3 separate regions of the Mus musculus genome follow, and all the other regions are linked to region 3. Evidence: chromatin contacts called from public HiChIP or PLAC-seq and promoter capture Hi-C data. All regions are on one chromosome and are shown on one strand. The core of a region is the stretch at or near the end of the contact, and the rest is flanking DNA. Distances in the headings are between cores, read along the strand shown. Region 1 holds the start of Myb (myeloblastosis oncogene). Region 2 holds the start of Arfgef3 (ARFGEF family member 3). Region 3 holds the start of Map3k5 (mitogen-activated protein kinase kinase kinase 5).

What was found. Promoter capture Hi-C pulls out the DNA fragments that hold promoters and counts their contacts. HiChIP or PLAC-seq counts read pairs in DNA pulled down with a chosen protein or histone mark.
Region 1: an H3K4me3 HiChIP or PLAC-seq map of the 230-238 cell line shows a contact between it and region 3, with 4 times the contacts expected there. The contact joins the promoter of Myb here to the promoter of Map3k5 in region 3. A contact is called at or near these places in 3 of 39 promoter capture datasets (cranial neural crest, neutrophils and pre-B cells) and 1 of 115 datasets of contacts at active chromatin or transcription factors (the 230-238 cell line).
Region 2: a contact with region 3 is called in a promoter capture Hi-C map of hippocampal neurons, with 3 times the contacts expected there. The contact joins the promoter of Arfgef3 here to the promoter of Map3k5 in region 3. A contact is called at or near these places in 2 of 39 promoter capture datasets (the SN4741 cell line and hippocampal neurons).

The regions. Positions count from the first base shown.
Region 1 is chr10:21,159,585-21,162,805 of GRCm38.p6, forward strand. Myb (myeloblastosis oncogene) reads right to left here and starts at 1,400. Exons shown (of 16, transcript NM_001198914.1): 1 at 1,112-1,400. The coding sequence starts at 1,134.
Region 2 is chr10:18,742,066-18,745,356 of GRCm38.p6, forward strand. It overlaps Arfgef3 (ARFGEF family member 3), which reads right to left and starts at 1,693. Exons shown (of 34, transcript NM_001033258.4): 1 at 1,476-1,693. The coding sequence starts at 1,560. Gm32926 (predicted gene, 32926) reads left to right here and starts at 1,406. Exons shown (of 5, transcript NR_152783.1): 1 at 1,406-1,819.
Region 3 is chr10:19,933,176-19,935,998 of GRCm38.p6, forward strand. Map3k5 (mitogen-activated protein kinase kinase kinase 5) reads left to right here and starts at 1,351. Exons shown (of 30, transcript NM_008580.4): 1 at 1,351-1,899. The coding sequence starts at 1,431.

The DNA.
Region 1 (3,221 bases), core at 150-2,649, 1.2 Mb after region 3:
AATCAAACCACGAGTGGAAAGGCGGGCGCGGATAGACTGTGTCTCCGCGGACTCCCCCCCCCCCCCCCGAATCTTCCTTAGGGTCGGTCGGTCGGTGGCTTTGCCAGAGGCGGGCCACCAAAAGCAGCTGGAGCAGAGTGCTGGGAGCAGCGGCGACCTCAGCTGCTTCCACGTGTGCGCGGCCCAGGAGAAGAGCGGCGACATCGCCCGGGGTGCACTGCAGCTGCCTTGGGTGCCGCCTGCCTCCAGCACTTTGCGCCGAGTGGCGACCGCCACCGAGCTAAGCCCCGCATCTGTTGCTCTCTGGGAGCCCCGGCGTGTCCTCGGGAAACCCCGAGTCGGGCCGGACTTGAGCGCCAGCAACTGACAGTTCCGAGAGGATCCCTCTTCCCGAAGGTGGGGCCAAAATGGAAAGAGAGTGCACGCATCATCTCGGCCGGTGCGGTGACATGTGCGACGCGGGCGCGTGCAGTGTTTGCAAAAGCTTCTTCCATAACAAGTACAAGAATCTTCAAACGGCTGGGTTTAAAACAATCTGCAAACCCATTTTGTCCCCCTAAAATCTTTGCAGCTGCCTGCCTGTCAGCTGACACCTCTCTCGCCTCCATAATGAATGAATGAAATTTAAATGAACTACCTGCAGCTACTAAACAACCCGGCCTTTCCCTATATCTGCCATATGCTCTTCAAGTGCAAACACACCTCAATGCATGCAGCAATTAGGCTGCGACTCCCTCGCCGACACTCGGGGCATCAAGCCAAACACCTGGTGGGCTCCTCGGGTCTGATGGAACCGTTCAGTCCTCGGCTGAAGAGTGCCGAGCCCCCCCCCCACCCCACCCCCCAAAGAGAAACGAATCCCCGAGCAACTTGCAAAAAGAAAAAGAAAAAAGAAAGAAAAAGGGAAATAAAATAAAAAAGAGCCTCAGGGCATGCTTCCCACTATACCCGTGCGCTTCTCGCAGAGTTTTCCATTCATCCTTCTCCCGAGTGTCTTCTGCCACTGGCTGACAGCCCCGCAAACCAACAGGGAAGGCATTCCCACCTGCTCCGGGATGCCTGGATCCCCGCGCGCCCTAGCCCGAGGCCGCCCTCTCAGCCTCCCCATTACCTGTGTCGGGGTCTCCGGGCCATGGCGAGGCGGGCCGGGGCTCCGCCAAGAGCCCCGGGGACCGCACCGGTTGCCGCCTCCCGCTGCCCTCCGCCTTGCCTGCGTCCTCCCCCGGCTGCGCAGCGGCGCTCCGCACCGCCGGGGCGAAGTTTCTCCGGAGAAAGGGGAGGAGAAGGAGGTCACCGAGGAGGAGGAGGAGAAGGAGGAGAAGGAGGAGGAGGAAACAGGTTGATATTAAAGTGTAACTCTGTAAACAGATGCCATCAAACAAAGAGGTTTGGACACTCCCCCTCCCGCCAAATCTGGCGCCCCTGCAGTGCGCACGCGCCCTGCCCGCCGCCTCCGCGGTCGCCCGAGCTGCAGCCCGCCTGGCCGCCGCTCCCATTCGCCTCTCGCGCCGCGGAGCTGCTCCTGGCGCGCAGCGCGGCCGGGACGGCGGGCGGGCGGGGAGCCCGGGCTGGGGAGGGGCGGCCGGGGCCGCGGTGGCGCCTTTTCCTGCGCAAACCCCGCTCCGTGGCCGGGTGGCGCCGGCTCACACCGGGTCCCGCTGTTACCGCTTTCGGGGCTACGCGGTCGCTCCTCTCCGTAGGCTCCGGGGCTCCCGAGCCCGAATCAGCAGCGCTTCCATTCAAGGGCACCTCGATGGGGTTGGGTGACACACTTCTGCCTTCAGGGTTTCAACTGCGCCCCGACTTCAACACACCCGGGAGCAGAGAGTGTGAGGGATGATCGGTTGAATAGAGTGAGCGTACTTCCCCAACCCCCAACGATTTTTGACTAGGTCCAGTTTTTCATGTTTTAATTTTAAAGGGACATCTTTAATTCACTGGTAAGCGACAAAGGATACTTAAATACAGTCAGCCCTGTGGCTACAGCCTTTGACAGATCGAGCCCCGGGCTCATTTTTCAATCTCCTCCCAGATCCTGCAGCCCACACACCACCGGCTTTTTGTCATAAGCCCTTCCTCCCTCACTTAGACACACGCCGGGCCCACCCACCCTAGGAGGTGCCTACCACGCACTTCTGCCTCTGCAGAGTGCGCTCGGGTCCTGGGTCCTGCGTCAAACACTTGCTGGACAAACCTACTGGATCCCAAACAAACAACCCCTAGCAGTTCTCAGGAACTTGTGCACTCCTGATTCATTTTTTTTTTAAACCAAACCCATACCACTGGTTCTCAACCTGTGGGTCCCGACCCACTTGGGATTGCTCGACTGTTATCTTGTACGTTTGATATATATCTGATCTCTACATTATGATTCATAAGTAGCAAGATTACAGTTATAAAATACTGATGAAAATAATTTTATGTTTGGGGCCACCACATGAGAAACTTGTATTAAAGGGTCGCAGCTGAGACCCTTTAAAGGAAGGCTGAGAACCATTGAGCTAAACAGTAAGGACCCTGTTGGGTGTAATTTGAAGAGTTTACCAGCCACAAGTCAGCGAAGGTATCCCTGTAACTTTAACTACAGGTTCCCAAAGGAGCGATGTGCAAAGTGCTGAATTTATAAGGATTGGTGATTGGGGGATTTCAGGGGACTTTCAGTGTTACTTCTGTTTATAAATCAGTACCCTTGGGGATTTTTCTTTTCATTCTCAATACACACCAATTTATTTTGCCTTTAATCTTTTAGGAGTTCAAGACTTGTGCTGACTGGGTGTGTGAGTGTCCCAAGTGCTTTAGGGGTTCAAACATAGCTCAGAAAGCTTTTTTTTTCTTACTAAAAAAGCATGTTCTTACTGAAATGAGTCATAATTTTATTAAATTGTTGAAGCAAGCTGAGTTTCAAGACTTTATCTGGTGTTTGAAACGATGCTTCTTAAAATTAGCTATATCGTTTAATCTTTATGAAGACATTTCAGAGCATGCTCCTAAGGGTTTACAACAGTTTCTTTAAAATAAGAAGAAAGCAGAAAGTTACTGTGACACACTGCTGCATGGTTACAAGTCTCTTGCAACTTAATACACATTTGAAGCCAATACTTATGTGTAGAGTCTGTAATGAACTTTCTGTGCACTAACAATAAGTACTTACCAAGTCTATGACAAACATCTAGGAAGGACTCACCTCTCAAGGGACAGCAGTCTGTCTGGGTGTTACTCTG
Region 2 (3,291 bases), core at 443-2,942, 1.2 Mb before region 3:
CAAGATGTTGAATATCGAATGCCCAACTTATTAAAAACACTGGGTTACTCTACACCTCTGCGTTTATCTCAATCCGTTTCGTTTACAGCAAACTAATAAGGAATACTAGGAATGGTGTATTTCATGCCCAGTCAGGTCCTGCTTTATTATGTTAGCCAGCCATCTGTGACCCTTCATTAGAGAGGCATTTGGGAATCCAGCTTCGAATCACTGCTGAACAGTAAACGGTAATGGCCACACTGAAATCTTACTGCGGCTTTAAGAGCCTTGCTGCTTCTCAGACAGCTAGTCCATTTGCATTTAACATTACACTAAAATGGCCAAACACTAGTTCTACCTACAAGATAAACTCCCTGGGCAATAATTGAGACAATTTAGGGCTATGCAGAGATTAAACAAAGGATGGTGCTGCTACAATTGTCTACACACAGAGACACAGACACACATGTGTGCACAAACATGTGAATTAGGACCTTCTGTCAGAACAGCATGACCTAAAACACTATGAGAATTCTGTCTTTAGTTGGACCTACGGCTAACGGCATTTCTGTGCCTTATTTTCCAGGTTGCACACAGCACAGAATCATGACAATCACCGATTGGTTTTTATTTCAAGGGAAGGGGTTCCTGGGTTTTTGTTGTTGTTGTTGTTTTTAATTAGCTGGTTACAGAGGCATATCACGCAGGCTCTGGTAAAGCAAGGGGCTTAGTGGGCTGTCTATATAGTACAGTTCACTCCACCCCCCCCACCCCCCCCACCCCCCATTCTCAGCGCCTTGGTCTTGCCTAATTGACATGTCATTCCGTTTGTTTTCCGATTTTGAGAACTGCAGCCTACAGGATGGGAAATGCTCATTTGCTACCAGGAACTTATCTCAATTTTAGCACAGCTCACACAACTAAAAGCCCACCTGTCTGAGGGCAAGTCAATAACCGAACTGCAAGAGAAACACAATTCCTTCAGTCTGTTATGTTCCATGCACAATAGCCATAAAAGCGAATATTTAGCAAGGTGGCTTCTATCAGCAAAATCAAATTAAACAAGCCTTCCTTCCTGGTTCCACTCACCAGTGTTTGAGAAGAGGGCTGTTGCTTTAATTAACTTCCTTTTTTCTTCCATACCCCTGGAAACCAGGGCCCTGATTTCATACAAGCTGGAGGTCCTAACTTGGCTATTGGGGGGGGGGGGGGGAGAGGAACCCTTGTCTATGGGCTCTAGGGACCAGGAATGAGGTTACCTCACAGCAAAGGCAACGGTTCCCATAGAGGTTTGGGAAGCGGTAAGGGAACCAGATGGAGACAGCTGGATGCCCACGCTGAGCCAAGATTTTCATACCCCGCATTAAGTATCCGAGGCAACATTCATAACCCATAGTCGGTGGCAGTCCCTCCTGCCCAGGGGCCCGAGGAGCCTGTGATCCGGGAGCAGGTGTCCCTGCGCAGCCCCTCGGCTCCCGCGCATCGCCCTCACTTACCCAGGGCCCAGGTGCAGCTCTCTTTGATGGCTTTGTATTTGCTCCCGGACGCATCTCTCTGCAGCTTCCTCAGGATCTCTTCCATCTTGGCCTTCCTAGAGCCAGGCCACCGACCCCGAGATCGCGCAGGGGACGCGCCTAGGAGGCCTCGGCACTCGTCCCCATGGCTCTCGGCGGCCGCTGATGAATCACACCCGCTCCGCGCCACAGGCCACGTCAGCCCCGCCGCCACGCCTGTTGCCACGCCCGCCGGGTCAGGTGCGCTCACCAGCAGGGGAACCCGGGAGGCCCCGGCCGTCTACCTAACGTCCAAGAGGACCTGGGGTACCAAGCTTCATCCAAAGGTGGGGATCTGTGGCTGGCTGCCGGCCAGTCTCTGCCCTAGGGAAATCACCGAGATCCACGGGCGGAAGGCAGGGAGGGGCCTGGTCGCTTGTGCCAATCACCTGCTGGGCCGGCGCATCAGGCATCTCTGAGACCTGCTACACTAGGGGGTAGATAGTAATAAATAGTAAATAGTAAACAGCTGGTCCCCTCCCTGTGTAAGGTTGGAGCCATCCAGCGAGAACTACGTCATATGCCTGCCTGCTGGGAGCTTACAATGTATTACACGCATACATTAGACTCTAATACAGTTCTCTCTAATAATTAGAGAATTCGATGTGAAAATTAAACCAGAAAAGATTTAGAAGATTAAAATGAATACGCTTCCCTTAGTACATTGAGATTTCTACCAAACCAGCTAAGGCAGAAATTGAAAAAAGAAAAAAAAATCAATAGATTTAACTGACAACTTAAAATCTATAAATAGACCAGTAGTCAACCTGTGGGACTGCCCTGTATGTTAGAAATTAATGGCCCAGTATATACACAAGGAAATTAGACCTCAGCTACTTCCCAGCCAACAAGAATGTATTCCACACAGCCCAAATCCAAAGATGTTTTTTAAAACCTTCAGTACCAGCAGGTGAAGATAGGAAAGTTAGAAGTTCAAGGTCATCCTTGCCTATACAGTCAGTGTGAGATGGGCTTGAGGGACACGAGACTGTCAAAGTAATAATAGTAATAATAATAATAATAATAAAAGAATCTCTTCCCTTCCTTCCTTTACCTCGTGTACTGGTTGTTTCCCTCTGAAGAGACACACTGGCACAGACAGTTGATGTTAGCTTTTGATAGGCAGGGAAGCCAGGGGGACTAAACTAGGAGGGGGGAGTGAGTAAGCCTCTGCTATTTGAGTGACTTCTGGTGCTTCCTTTGCCAGCTGTTACAGGCAAGAGTCCTGACTGGAAAGCAATGACCTTGTTCTGAGAGCTGTGACAGGTAGTGAGGGTGGACTTAGAAGCGAATTTTTGTTCTTTGTATTTTAATTTTTCCCCCCAAAACCAGCATCTCATTTAGTAGCTCTGGCTGTCTTGGAACTTGCTCTGTAGACCAGGCTGACTGGATTTACAGAGACCTCTGCTCTGCTTCCTGAGTGCAGGGTTTCAAGACGTGTGCCACCACACCCAGCACAAATTCAGTTTTTATTAGAAATATATTTCTACTGATAGGGATGCTGTCTGCAGAGAGAGTGATGTCTTGGGGGAGTTTAAGCAGGTTTCACATCAACCTTAGAATAAACTGGACTTTAGGTGGTCTGGAAGAGAGACATTTGGGGAGACACTGCCAAAGGGTTTGACGCCTGGATAGAGAAGACTGGATAGAGGCAGCATGAGGGGAGCATTCTGGTTTTCTTTAGGAAGTCAGAAGACGTTGGCCCCATTTGGTAAGGTAAAGATGATATGGAGGAAGGGCTTGGGAGTGTACAAGCTCA
Region 3 (2,823 bases), core at 101-2,600:
GGCTTTCCTGACATGACCTACAGCATTCTGGGAGAGTTCTCTGGGAATTTACACATCTGGTTTTGCTTCCCAAAATAAGCGGGAGCTTTTTGATCACACTAAAGCAATCAAGCCTTTTCATTTGTGTATGGTTCAGTTTTAAAAAATGAAATAAGTTAACTTCTCTCTTTCAACTCTGAATGATAATTTTCCCATGCATTTTCTATCTTAGGTATCTGGCATTTTGAGGAAGGGGTGACTTTAAGATGATATATGAGAGTATTAAGTCATTCGGCAATGGAGCCAATCAATTACTCATTAACGATAACAGCGTAAGCAACTGGAAATTTTACAATGAAAAGTACCAGCGGCTGCCACGATAAATTTAGCCGACCACTTCTAAATTTAGCGCCCCTGTCACTTATAAACCACTTTCCATTTGAGGCCTGGGCTGTAGGGCGCTTGTTGGATCCTCCCGCCTCTCGGCACGCGTGTTGCCACGGTGCATCCAGCGCCACGCGCTGCCCACGAGCGGACCAGAACGAGCGAGGCGCGGTGGCTGCGCCCAGCGCTGCAAACGCCTGGCGGGCTGACCGGGACAGTGCGGGTTAGAGACTCTTCTTTTGCGCCGTCCCGCAGCGAGGCGCGCACAGGGTTTCAGCCCTCTTTCCCAGTTCTCTGAGGTCCCGGAGCAGTGGGTTCGGTCCAGGCTGCAGCTTCCCAGCAGCGCCCTCCTCAGGGGCGGGCCCTGGCTCTCTGTGCTGCAACGAGTGGGCGGCCACAGGCGGGTAGCCGAGAGGACGGGCGGCTGCGAGACGGTCGCTGGGACTCGGAGGGCGCGGCGAACCGGTGAAAGAGGAAGGGAAGGAAGGAAGGAGGAGGTGGTGGTGGAGGAGACGGAGTCGGTGCAAGGGAGCTGTTGCGGAGCAGAGAGGCGGATCCTTTCGGGAGCGGCCACGGAGGTTCCGGGACGCGGCTCGGGGTAGCCCGCCCACCGCGCGTAAGGTGTTCTCCAGGTAGCGCCGGCACCCAGAGGGCGCCCTCGCCCGGCCCGCGCTCGGCAGGCGACAGCTCGCGGCTCCCCGAGCGCGGCGCCCTTGAGCCGGGCTGCGCAGGTTGGCCGCCGACTCGTCCGCCCGCCAAGAGGAGGAAGCTCTGTCCCTTCCCGCTCGCCGCGGCCGGCGTCCCCACCCCGTGGACTCTCCACCCTGCAGCGGGCGAGCGGCGTGGCCACGGAGGCGCCGAGGAGGGGCGAGCCGCCGCCGGGCAGCGGCGTGGCCCCGGGGGACAGGGCGCCCGAGCGGAGGCGGCGGCGGGGCGGTGAAGGCGCGGCGCGCGATGGCAGCTGCCTAGCCCGGCGCGCGCGGAGCAGCCCGGAGCTGTGGCTAGCCAGACGGTGCGTCTGGGCTGGGGACTCCGGGGTCGCCGCCGTGGCAGCCCGGCAGGCAGAGATGGGCACCGAAGCCGGCGAGGGCATCACTTTCTCCGTGCCGCCCTTTGCGTCCGTGGGCTTTTGCACCATCCCGGAGGGCGGCAGCTGCCGGAGGGGAGGAGGAGCGGCGACGGCGGCGGAGGGAGAGCCGAGCCTGCAGCCCTTGCTTGTGCCGCCGCCGCCGCCACCGCCGGGCAGTTTCTGGAACGTGGAGAGCGCGGCGGCTCCCGGCACCAGCTGCCCTACCACCGCCCCCGGGAGCAGCGCCACCCGAGGCCGGGGCAACTCTGGCAGCGGGGGCGGCCGGCGTACCACCGTGGCTTATGTGATCAATGAGGCGAGCCAGGGGCAGCTGGTGGTGGCGGAGAGCGAGGCCCTGCAGAGCCTGCGGGAGGCGTGCGAGGCGGTGGGCGCCACCCTGGAGACCCTGCATTTCGGGAAGCTGGACTTCGGGGAAACCGCCGTGCTGGACCGTTTTTACAACGCAGGTGAGTGGCAGCTCGGCTCGTTGCTTTGCCCAGCCGGTTTCTCCTGGCTGTCTTGGTTGGGGGGGGGGGGGGATTTTTGTTTTGTTTTGTTTTTCGTGGGCGGGAAGCAAGCTTCCTATTTACATCACGCCTCACCTTGAGAGCGGCAAGAGTGGTTGCAGGACTATTCAGGCCGGCCGCTCCTAGTTGAGGGTGTGCTGGTGCAAGTGACTGTATTTGTGCGGGAGATCCTCCGCTGATTTATTCATTATCCGGCAGCGAAGACCCTGGGTCCAAGTACAAGGCTCGGAAAAACACTTCCTCCCACCATTGCGAATAATTGCTTCAATCACTTCTCTTCAGTTAGGAGGTGGGTAGGTTTTGCTTTTGCAAACACACACCTGTGGCCCACTGAAGTGATGTTCTGTTCTCTGTGCAGTCTTGGGAGTACAGAAATGCCCTTATGCTAAGCAGCCAGCTGTGTGCAGAGTTTCGTTTGAGTTTTCAAAGCGCGGCCTGACCTTCCCCAACTCATTTCACCTTCGAGTTTTGGTGGCTTCAATTTCCCATTCTCTTACTACTTTGAACGGTCAAATAACTATATGTTGGAGTAAAAGCACCGTGAAACACACCAAATGTGTGTGATCTTTGTTAGAATCTTGCCCAAAGAACCAGTTTTTTTTGTTTTGTTTTTTGTTTGTTTGTTTGTTTTTTTAAAAAATTACCTCAGATACTGTGGTGAGTGGAAGAGTTTATAATTTGGCATGGTTTAAAGAGTTCCCATGCAATTTTAATGACAGATTCGGTTGACTATTAAAGTGATTGTTAATGTAATCCACCGGAATGTCTCCCTTTTAGTCCATTTCAGATTTCAAAAACTGTTAAGAGAGTTCTGATGACTAAAGCAATTAGCCAGCCGTCTGTCAGCAAATGTTAGGAATGGTT